2 separate regions of the Mus musculus genome follow, and region 1 is linked to region 2. Evidence: chromatin contacts called from public HiChIP or PLAC-seq data. All regions are on one chromosome and are shown on one strand. Each heading gives the region's core, a stretch centred on a gene start, on an enhancer-like site or on the middle of the called end of the contact. The rest is flanking DNA. Distances are from core to core; before and after follow the strand shown.

Region 1 (4,909 bases), core at 2,073-4,572, 45 kb after region 2:
GCTAGTAGCATGGCCATGTTCTCAGGCAAAAGCAGTAGCTTTAAACCAGATAGGTCTGATTCTTACAAGATGATCACTTCTTAGAGAGTCTTTGTCATCAGAGATAACTCTCTTCCTCTATAGAGTGGGCAGTCTTTCCATGGAGCTTTGCTCTTCTTGGAATCCAGGGCAGTCATAAGCTCAGGACAAGGACTGGACACCTTATGGCTCCTCTGGTATTGCTGGAACAGGACCTTGTACAAGGTAAGTTTCAGTTACTCTTACTTTTGTGTCTCTAGCCTTGATGAAGGATGAGGTAGGTTAGGCACCACCCGTTTTTATGTGGACACTCTGGTTACCATAGCTATGCAGAGTGAAATAGGAGAATTCAGAGTCAAGGCAGACACACCAGACTTTCTGTCCTGCTTCCCATTACCATGCAGGGCGGAAGGAGTCAACTCTTTTCAGCAAATCAGTTCTGAGTATGTGTTATAGAATCATCTTTCCCAGCTTCCAGTCCATTTTCTCAAAGCACTATTCATCTCAAGCCCATGTATCCAGTTCTAGAAAAGACTTCTACAGACAGCCAGATATTCCTGACCAAGCCACTGGCATGATCAATAGATAGCCCCTGCCCACCCCAACACACACACACACACACACACACACACACACACACACACACACACCAGATTCTAAATACCCACACCTCTCCCTTAAATTCACCCCAGCCAAACTTCTTTCCATTGTCTTCCCACATAGAAGAATGGCACCTCCTGAGCCAGAAACCCAGATGTCATATGTGATGGTTTGTATATGCTCAGCCACTATTAGAGTACCACTATTAGAAGATGTGGCCCTGTTGGAGTAGTTGTGTCACTGTGGCTGTGGATATAAGACCCTCATCCTTTCTGCCTGCAAGCCAGTATTCTGCTAGCAGCCTTCAGGTGAAGATATACAACTCTCAGCTCTGCCTACACCATGTCTGCCTGGATGCTGCCACGCCCTCACCTTGATGATAATGGACTGAACCTCTGAACCTGTAAGCCAGCCCCAATTAAATATTGTCTTTGACAAGATTTGTATTGGTCATGGTGTTTGTTCACAGCAGAAAATCTCTAACTAAGACATCATGGTTGGGTCTCTCTTTCAAAACTCACATCCAACTTTTGGCAGTTTTTCTTGCTAAACATCCTAATCTTACTTACACCATTTCCCCCTTAGTCTTAATCGCCTTCATCTGCAACCAGAGCCGTTGCAACAACCTCACTTGTCTTTCCCTCAGTCTTACTTCTCAACCTGTCTGTTACCAGAATAGTCTTCTTAAATCCCAAGTACACTCTGCTGTTTAAAATGATGAGTGGTACCCCGTGACCTCAGGGTAAAGCCCAAACTCATCATGGCCTGTAAGGCACACAATGGTGATGTGCAAACACCTTTTATAGTCTACCTGCATCTCACTATGCTGCACTCCTCGCTCTCAAAAATGCAACGAATTTAATGGACAGAGGTCCATTTTATCTTATTTTAACATTCTGCCTATAAGATGCCTGTTCTGCCTTCCTAAAGCTAATGGGTTCAAGAAAGTTTAGCCATTTGCATTGTTTCAAGGAACATGGGAAGACCTTAATAGAAATGGAGGCTTTCCCATCTCAGGTGTCTGGGTTCTTTGTCTCTGTAAACCCAAAGCATAAATTTCATAGGCAACAAGAGGAGGGTGTGTGTATAATGTTTATTATAAGTTATTTGTAAGTTCAAGAGATTGGAGGCAAGCAGAGCTCACGTATAGCAAGAGTATGTCCCAGGTGAAGGATTACCACCAATGATCACTGTCTAGGGATTAATAAAGCTTTTCAAGGTTGAGGCATAGGAGTGAGCTGGTCTGCTGGTCTGCTTTCCAAGGGCTGGACTCTGGCAGGCTTCCTTCCCCCAGAGCTTGGCAGCAGTGAACAGTGCCCTCTAGTGTCCTTATGCAGGCCTCTGAAATTGGTACCCTAACATGGTGTCTTAGTCAGGATTTCTATTCCTGCACAAACATCATGACCAAGAAGCAAGTTGGGAAGGAAAGGGTTTATTCCGCTTACACTTCCTCGTTGCTCTTCATCACCAAAGGAAGTCAGGACTGGAACTCAAGCAGGTCAGAAAGCAGGAGCTGATGCAGAGACCATGGAGGGATGTTACTGGCTTGCTTCCCCTGGCTTGCTCAACTTGCTTTCTTATAGAACCCAGGACTACCAGCCCAGGGATGGCACCACTCACAATGGCCCCTCCCACCCTTGATCACTAATTGAGAAAATGCCTTACAGCTGAATCTCATAGAGGCATTCCCTCAACTGTGGCTCCTTTCTCTGTGATAACTCCAGCTTGTGTCAAGTTGACACACAAAACACATGCCAGTACACACAGCATGATTCTTTTGTGCTTCTGGAAAATAGAGAGTATAACTATGCATAGTTTTTAGTTAGTTCTACATTTTCCTGTCCTTCAATCTTGGCAGAAGCCTGAGTTTTAGCCTTTATGGTCATCTAGAATTAAGGATTCCTTAGTGCTTAGTACTGGCCAACATTATAGCCCTCAGCCTGAGGTCTGGAAACCCAGTCCCTCTAGACTCTGCTGCATTAAGTAGAGTCTTTGAGTTCTGGAAGAGAGCATCACTAGGTGGCTTCCTACAGCAAAATGACAGAAAACAGAAAACAGCTTACATAGACCCCCCCCCAAAAAAATGGCTTTACCATGTGGCATACCAAGTTTCTTAAACATGTAACTATAAATTATAGATAACGTGTAATAATATTGTTGCTGGTGGTGAAACCTTTACCCAGTGTTTCTAGTCTCTCGTCATCATCAGAAAACCTTTTTCTTTTAATGAGGCAAAGTAAGGAATTAGGAGGAAGTTGATTTCAGAACGAAAGTGCACACTCAGGCAGTGGGTGAGGCCCCCAGAAATGGTCACACTGCGCAGAACTTTGGGCAACATTTTTAGGGCAATCTTTAATGCAGGGAAAGAGTATCCATGAGTTAAGGCAGAGAAAAAAATCAGGGAACCACAGGGATGGGCTGGGATCCCTTTCGTTTCCCCGACAGGGCTACTATCCATTTTTGTCTTTATATGGAGATTTCAGATATGACATAGCAACAGATGCATGAAGGGAAAAGGGCATTTTACAAGGCTAATCATATAGAGACGTCATTCTGATGAGGTAAATGACAGTTGCCATCTCTGCTGGGCCCCAGTCAGTTTTGGGTGGTCTTGCTTTTCCTGTTTAAGGAACGTACCTCTCCATGACTGCAATCTGCTGTTGCAGCAGTCTCTAGCCTACCACAGTGCCCGCAACAGTGCAGACACTTCCTTCTCTTTGCCTCGCTCTCTTCAACACGTCAGCCACTTTTCTTTTCTTGTGAAAGCATGCTGAAGCTGACCGCAGCAGCTCCGGGCAGCGTGCGGTGCAATAGCACCATGTCCAAAGACTGACAGAGAACTGGCCAATCCTTGTACCTCAGGATCCAGCAGAGTGGGATTTGTTGGCCCCAGCCATGTTCACGTGATCAGCGCGATGCCTGGCAAGAGAGTGGAATCCTATGACTGCCTCAGAGCGACGGTTCTCAAAATCAGCCTCCGCATTGCTTAGAAACTTGCTGGAGATGCAAATTCTCAGGCCCTACCAAACTTAGAAACTTTGAAAGAGACCCAGCTCTCCAGATGACTCTGCTAGAGCGCAACTTGGAGAATTTCTGGCTTAAGCTAACTGAAAATGATTTCCTGGTGCCAGGAAAGCTTGAGTCTCCCCTAAATCTCGTGATCACCACATACTGAGAAAGATCGTGTTTTGTTACAGTAGTAAGTCAGGGAATTAGAACTGACTGAAGGGGGCAGTTCTTAGATGGGCTTCCATGATTCAGTCTGAGTGGTCCAACAAATGGCTGTTTTTACAATGGAAAGGCTTTGAACTAATAGTTCAGTCCACAAGACTAGGAACCTCCCCGGTGCCAGCCTGGTGCTGAAGGCCAGGAATCTTGCTAGTGAGCCACTTGTCTTCAGCCCACAGTGAAAGGCAGAAGAAACTAGGCTCTCATGTCAGTGAATGACGGAGGTGGGTGTCAGCTATGCAGCAACAGGGTAGGTGAATTTGAAAGCGAGGCGTATTGTAAAAAGGGGGTCTTGTGTTTTGTTTTAGTTTTTTCTTTTAATGTCTGCTTCTCTTTCTTTCTTAAAGATTTTTATTTAGAAGTTGTATCTTGGGTATTCTAGGTTTCTGGGCTAATATCCACTTATCAGTGAGTGCATATCAAGTGACTTCTTTTGTGATTGGGTTACCTCCCTCAGGATGATATCCTCCAGATCCATCCATTTGCCCAAGAATTTCATAAATTCATTCTTTTTAATAGCTGAGTAGTACTCCATTGTGTAAATGTACCACATTTTCTGTATCCATTCCTCTGTTGAGGAACATCTGGGTTCTTTCCAGCTCGTGGCTATTATAAATAAGACTGCTATAAACATAGTGGAACATGTGTCCTTATTACAAGTTGGAACATCTTCTGGGTATATGCCCAGGAGAGGTATTGCTGAATCTTCCAGTAATTCTATGTCCAGTTTTCTGAGGAGTCACCAGACTGATTTCCAGAGTGGTTGTACCAGCTTGCAATCCCACCAGCAATGGAGGAGTGTCATTGGTAAAAGAGGCCCCTTGGTCTAGCAAACTTTATATGCCCCAGTACAGGGGAATGCCAGGACCAAGAAGTGGGAGTGAGTGGGTAGGGGAGCAGGGCGGGGGGGAGAGTATAGGGGACATTTGGGATAGTGTTTGAAATGTAAATGAAGAAAATATCTAAGAAAAAAAGAAAAAATATTTTTATTTATTTTATAATAAATAAATGCCACCACAAGACAGCATCAGAACCCATCACAGATGGTTGTGAGCTACCATGT
Region 2 (4,453 bases), core at 1,120-3,619:
TCTTCATGGTGACTCTGCAAATTTGTTTAGCAGACACCAAGGTTTATCTTTCCTCTCTGTTACTTTCCTTAAGATTGCGGGCATAGGATAAAGCCTTTAATTCTCAGCCACCCTGGATTTTCTCAGTGTGTTAATTAGTTAAAATGATTGTTGAAACAAAATACCTAGCAGAAAACAAAACATCCTAGAAGGTGTAGAATAGAAAAAGTATGGGGTATGTGGGTCACACCTGTAATCCTAGCACTCGCTTGTATTCAGATGCTAAATTCTGTACCCTAAGATCTGGTTGCTCCAAGATGAGCAGATTCTCAAGTATATCATCAGCTTTGGTTGTTTAAACCTTGCCCCCCAGTTATCCATGATTGGTTAATAGACACCTACAGTCTATAGTTGGGAAGAAAAGAGGTAGGTGAGGCTTCAGTTCCTAGGCTTGTGATCTGGGGTAGGGCCAGCAAGAAGAGGAGAGGGGAGGGGAGGGGAGGGGAGGGGAGGGGAGGGGAGGGGAGGGGAGGGGAGGGGAGGGGAGGGGAGGAGAGGAGAGGAGAGGAGAATAAGAGGGGGAAAAGTTGTCATGGGGTAGGTGGACCACGAGCACAAACAAGGCCATGAGGACTGGCCTGTTGAAGTAGCAGTGGCCCAGGCAGAACATACCAAACGATATCTCACGGTTATTGACAGGGAATAGACAAAATAGCACAGAGGGTTGATATCTGCCCAACTCTAGTGCTTTTAAGGCTTATTATAAATATAAAGGTTTTGTGTCTTTTATGTGGGAACTAAATGATCTAAGGTGGGGTAGAAACCCCAAATAATATTTACAGCAACGGGCTACGGTGTAAGTCTGTGGGGGGAAAATAAAAAGCAAACCGTATAGTTGCTAGAGACTGACGCAACCATGGGGCTATATCACATCACACATCATGTGACCATTCAAACAGGGAAGAAACAAGACCATCCCAAACTAGCAGAAGCCAACAGGGCTTATCAAGACTGCCACAGTGTTATTACTTCACTGTAATTCCATCTCTATTCTGTTAGTCTGGAAGCGTCTCATTCCAATCGTTGAATCTGAAATCCAAAAACCTCAGGTAAGAACAGAGGAGCATGCCTTTAATCCCAGCACTTGGAAGGAAGAGGCAGGTAGATCTCTGGGTTCCAGGCCAGCTAGATCTATGTAGAGTTCCAGGATGGTCAGGGCTGAGCAAATGCTATTCTCAGACAAACTCCAATGCACCCCTTGAGTATCCAATAATCCTATATATACCTTAGCTCACGAATAAGACCTTTCTTCCATTAAAACTTATACATAAAAAAAGCTATGCAAAGCCCTAGCAATCATACTCTTTGAGAAACACATTCACACCTCTCAAGTGTATATTTTTACTCTATAGTAAAGCCTTTGCCAGATTCCTTACTCTTTCCTGTCTCTGGAGTCTTTCCCCAATGGTAATAAGAACCTGGAAACAAGTAGGTAGACCTTTCTTCCCTAACTTCTGCCACCAGCAATAGAATCACTGGCTTCTTCCCTCCAAGACACATAGCCAAGGAAATGAAAAAGCCTGTGATATTCTTCTGATTCGACAGAGCAATTTTACTGGTACTTCTTCTACATTCTAACACAGAGATACCAGCTACGGCATTATTGCCCAGCCAACAAATTCTGAAATAGGTTAACCAAATAAAGTTATGTTCTTTAACATAAATTGGTGGGGTGGGGGGTAGAGAGATGGCTCAACAGTTAGGAATATTGGCTCCTCTTCAGGAAAACTTTGGTTCCATGAACACAGCTGAACAACAGCCCTAGAGATGAAATATCCAAGTTAGTGTTGAAGAGAAACATTGTGTTGAAGAAAAAGAAACAATGAAATACGCCATGCATTTTACCATATGAAAAACAATATTAAGTTTCTCTGCAGTATTCCTTACCCTGCATGGGGGAGAAGCTAAAAATAGACACACATTCAACTAAGAAAATGACAAAAACCAAGCCTTGGTTCTGGAGGAAGACGATTGTTGAAGAAAGGAAATGTAATCAGATGAGTGTCACCGGAATGAGACAGTGATCATCAAACTGTGACAGGCTACATGAGAGCATCTGATGGGAAAGTGGGAAGCCAGTAAGCACATGGAACAAGACCAGCCCCCAAGTTCTGCAGCAGGAAACTAAATGGGTTAGATTAGTACTGCAAAAACCAAAACAAACAAACAAAAAACCCAAAACAAACAAACAAAAAAACCCAAAACAAACAAAGAATAGCAATACAGTATATTACATAAAAATATGGAAGTCAGTTCTCAGAAGACACAGTTGAAGGAGTTGAAGAAAGTTCCACATGGGGTGCAGGACTGAGGGGATGTGGGGAAAGAAGGAAGTCAGACATGTCTTGTGATCTGCCTGCATTGTGATGCAACTCAAACTGAGTGGGAGTACTGCAAAATATCATCTATTTTTCAAATATAAGCATCGTCATCGTCACACATGTACTTACAGATACTCATGCAGAAAAATCAGACAGGCCATGTTTCCTGGCTATTATGTAATTAAAGCAGGCAATCAAAAAGACAGTGCTCAAAACAAGTACAACCCAAGTTTGTAAATAAAGTTTTGGTTAAGAAGGAAATAAAGGAGCTGGAGATAAAACACTTGTTGTGAAGCTGTTGTGAACACTTACTGCTCTTTCAGAAAACCTGAGTTTAGTGCCCAGCATTCACATGGCAACTCACAATCCCATGTATCTCCAGCTCCAGCCTCTGTGGGTATAGCATGTGTACACACACACACACACACACACACACACACACACACACACACACACACAGTCTTGATTTCTTTGCTGTGATAATATACCATAACTAAACACAACTTGGAAAGGAAAAGGGTCGTTACAGCTTCATGTAATGAAGAGAGGTGGGGGCAGGAACTTAAGGCAGAAACCATAGAGGAGTCCTTTTTAATGTTTGCTCCCCTTGCGTTGCTCAGCCTGCTTTAAACAGTCCAGGACCATCTGCCTAGTGGTGGCACTGCCCACAGTGTGCTAGACCCTCCCATACCAATCAGTCAGCAGCAAGAAAATGCCTTTAGGCAGGCTGATGGAAGCAGTTACTCAGCTCCCTCTTCTCATACGATCCTGGCTTGTGTCGTGGTGACATAAATAAATACATAAATAAATAAATATTAATAAATAAAATAAAATAAAGCCTAAAAAAGGAAGAAAATAAAGCTAAAATTATAAACTATTCAGAAAGAACATAGACAGACATGCATATTTAAGTCAAATGCTTATGGCCAAAACATCAATACAGGAGAAGTTACAGCCTTTTATTAATTTGTTTGAAAACAAGAAATTTAGAAATAAGTAATATATCACATAAATGTAAATAAAGTAGAAAATATCATGCTTGAAACCAAGCAAAAGGCAAAATACTTGATTAATAAGTCAAAGTTGCCGGGCAGTGGTGGCACACGCCTTTAATCCCAGCACTTGGGAGGCAGAGGCAGGTGGATTTCTGAGTTCGAGGCCAGCCTGGTCTACAGAGTGAGTTCCAGGACAGCCAGGGCTATACAGAGAAACCCTGTCTCAAAAAAAAAAAAAAAAAAAAAAAGTCAAAGTTATCACAAGTCAGAAAAAAAGAAAGCAAAACAAATCAACCAGGTAAACCTTTATCGAGGCATCCAGGAGGGACAAAGACACAGCGGTTAGGTTTCAGTCTCAACAGTCACTCTTCTTTGACGGGATTAAGCTAGGTATGTGATGGTCATCTTGGTCTCCTTTTAAATCAGGGCTTTAAGAATGGTCTATCCTCACTGAAACTTATAGAGGAGAAAGTGGGGGAAAGCCTCGAAGATATGGGCACAGAGAAAAAAATCCTGAACAGAACAGCAATGGCTTGTGCTGTAAGATCAAGAATTGACAAATGGGACCTCATAAAATTGCAAAGCTTCTATAAGACAAAAGACACTGTCAATAAGACAAAAAGGCCACCACAGATTGGGAAAGGATCTTTACCAATCCTAAATTAGAAAGGGGATGAATATCTAATATATATAAAGAACGTAAAAAGATGGACTCCAGAAAAATCAAATAACCCATTAAGAAATGGGGTACAGAGCTAAACAAAGAATTCTCAACTGAGGAATACCGAATGGCTGAGAAGTACTTGAAAAAAAAGTTCAATATCTTTAATCATCAGGGAAATGCAAATCAAAACAACCCTAAGATTCTACCTCACACCAGTCAGAATGGCTAAGATCAAAAATTCAGGTGACAGCAGATGCTGGTGAGGATGAGGAGAAAGAGGAACACTCTTCCATTGTTGGTGGGATTGCAAGCTGGTACAACCACTCTGGAAATCAGTCTGGCGGTTCCTCAGAAAATTGGATATAGTACTACCGGAAGATCCAGCAATACCTCTCCTGGGCATATGCCCAGAAGAAGTTCCAACTTATAATAAG

The links. HiChIP or PLAC-seq counts read pairs in DNA pulled down with a chosen protein or histone mark.
Region 1: a contact with region 2 is called in an H3K27ac HiChIP or PLAC-seq map of the HPC-7 cell line, with 5 times the contacts expected there. The contact joins two enhancer-like sites. A contact is called at or near these places in 3 of 15 datasets of contacts at CTCF or cohesin (the NIH/3T3 cell line, large pre-B cells and pro-B cells), 7 of 484 Hi-C or Micro-C datasets (B cells, Sertoli cells, bone marrow-derived macrophages and 4 more), 9 of 115 datasets of contacts at active chromatin or transcription factors (the HPC-7 cell line, bone marrow-derived dendritic cells, bone marrow-derived macrophages and 4 more) and 4 of 9 other capture datasets (adipose tissue, bone marrow-derived macrophages, liver and 1 more).

The regions. Positions count from the first base shown.
Region 1 is chr1:170,995,024-170,999,932 of GRCm38.p6, forward strand. No RefSeq gene overlaps it. Among named protein-coding and RNA genes, the nearest start is that of Gm10522, 14 kb to the left of the region's middle. Within about 2 kb of position 3,323, at least 167 of the 459 cell types and tissues checked have an H3K27ac peak or open chromatin away from gene starts, as enhancers often do. A contact at or near this core is called in the HPC-7 cell line, adipose tissue, bone marrow-derived dendritic cells and 2 more, where this site is marked.
Region 2 is chr1:170,951,007-170,955,459 of GRCm38.p6, forward strand. No RefSeq gene overlaps it. Among named protein-coding and RNA genes, the nearest start is that of Gm39701, 8.1 kb to the left of the region's middle. Within about 2 kb of position 2,370, at least 33 of the 459 cell types and tissues checked have an H3K27ac peak or open chromatin away from gene starts, as enhancers often do. A contact at or near this core is called in the HPC-7 cell line, adipose tissue, bone marrow-derived dendritic cells and 2 more, where this site is marked.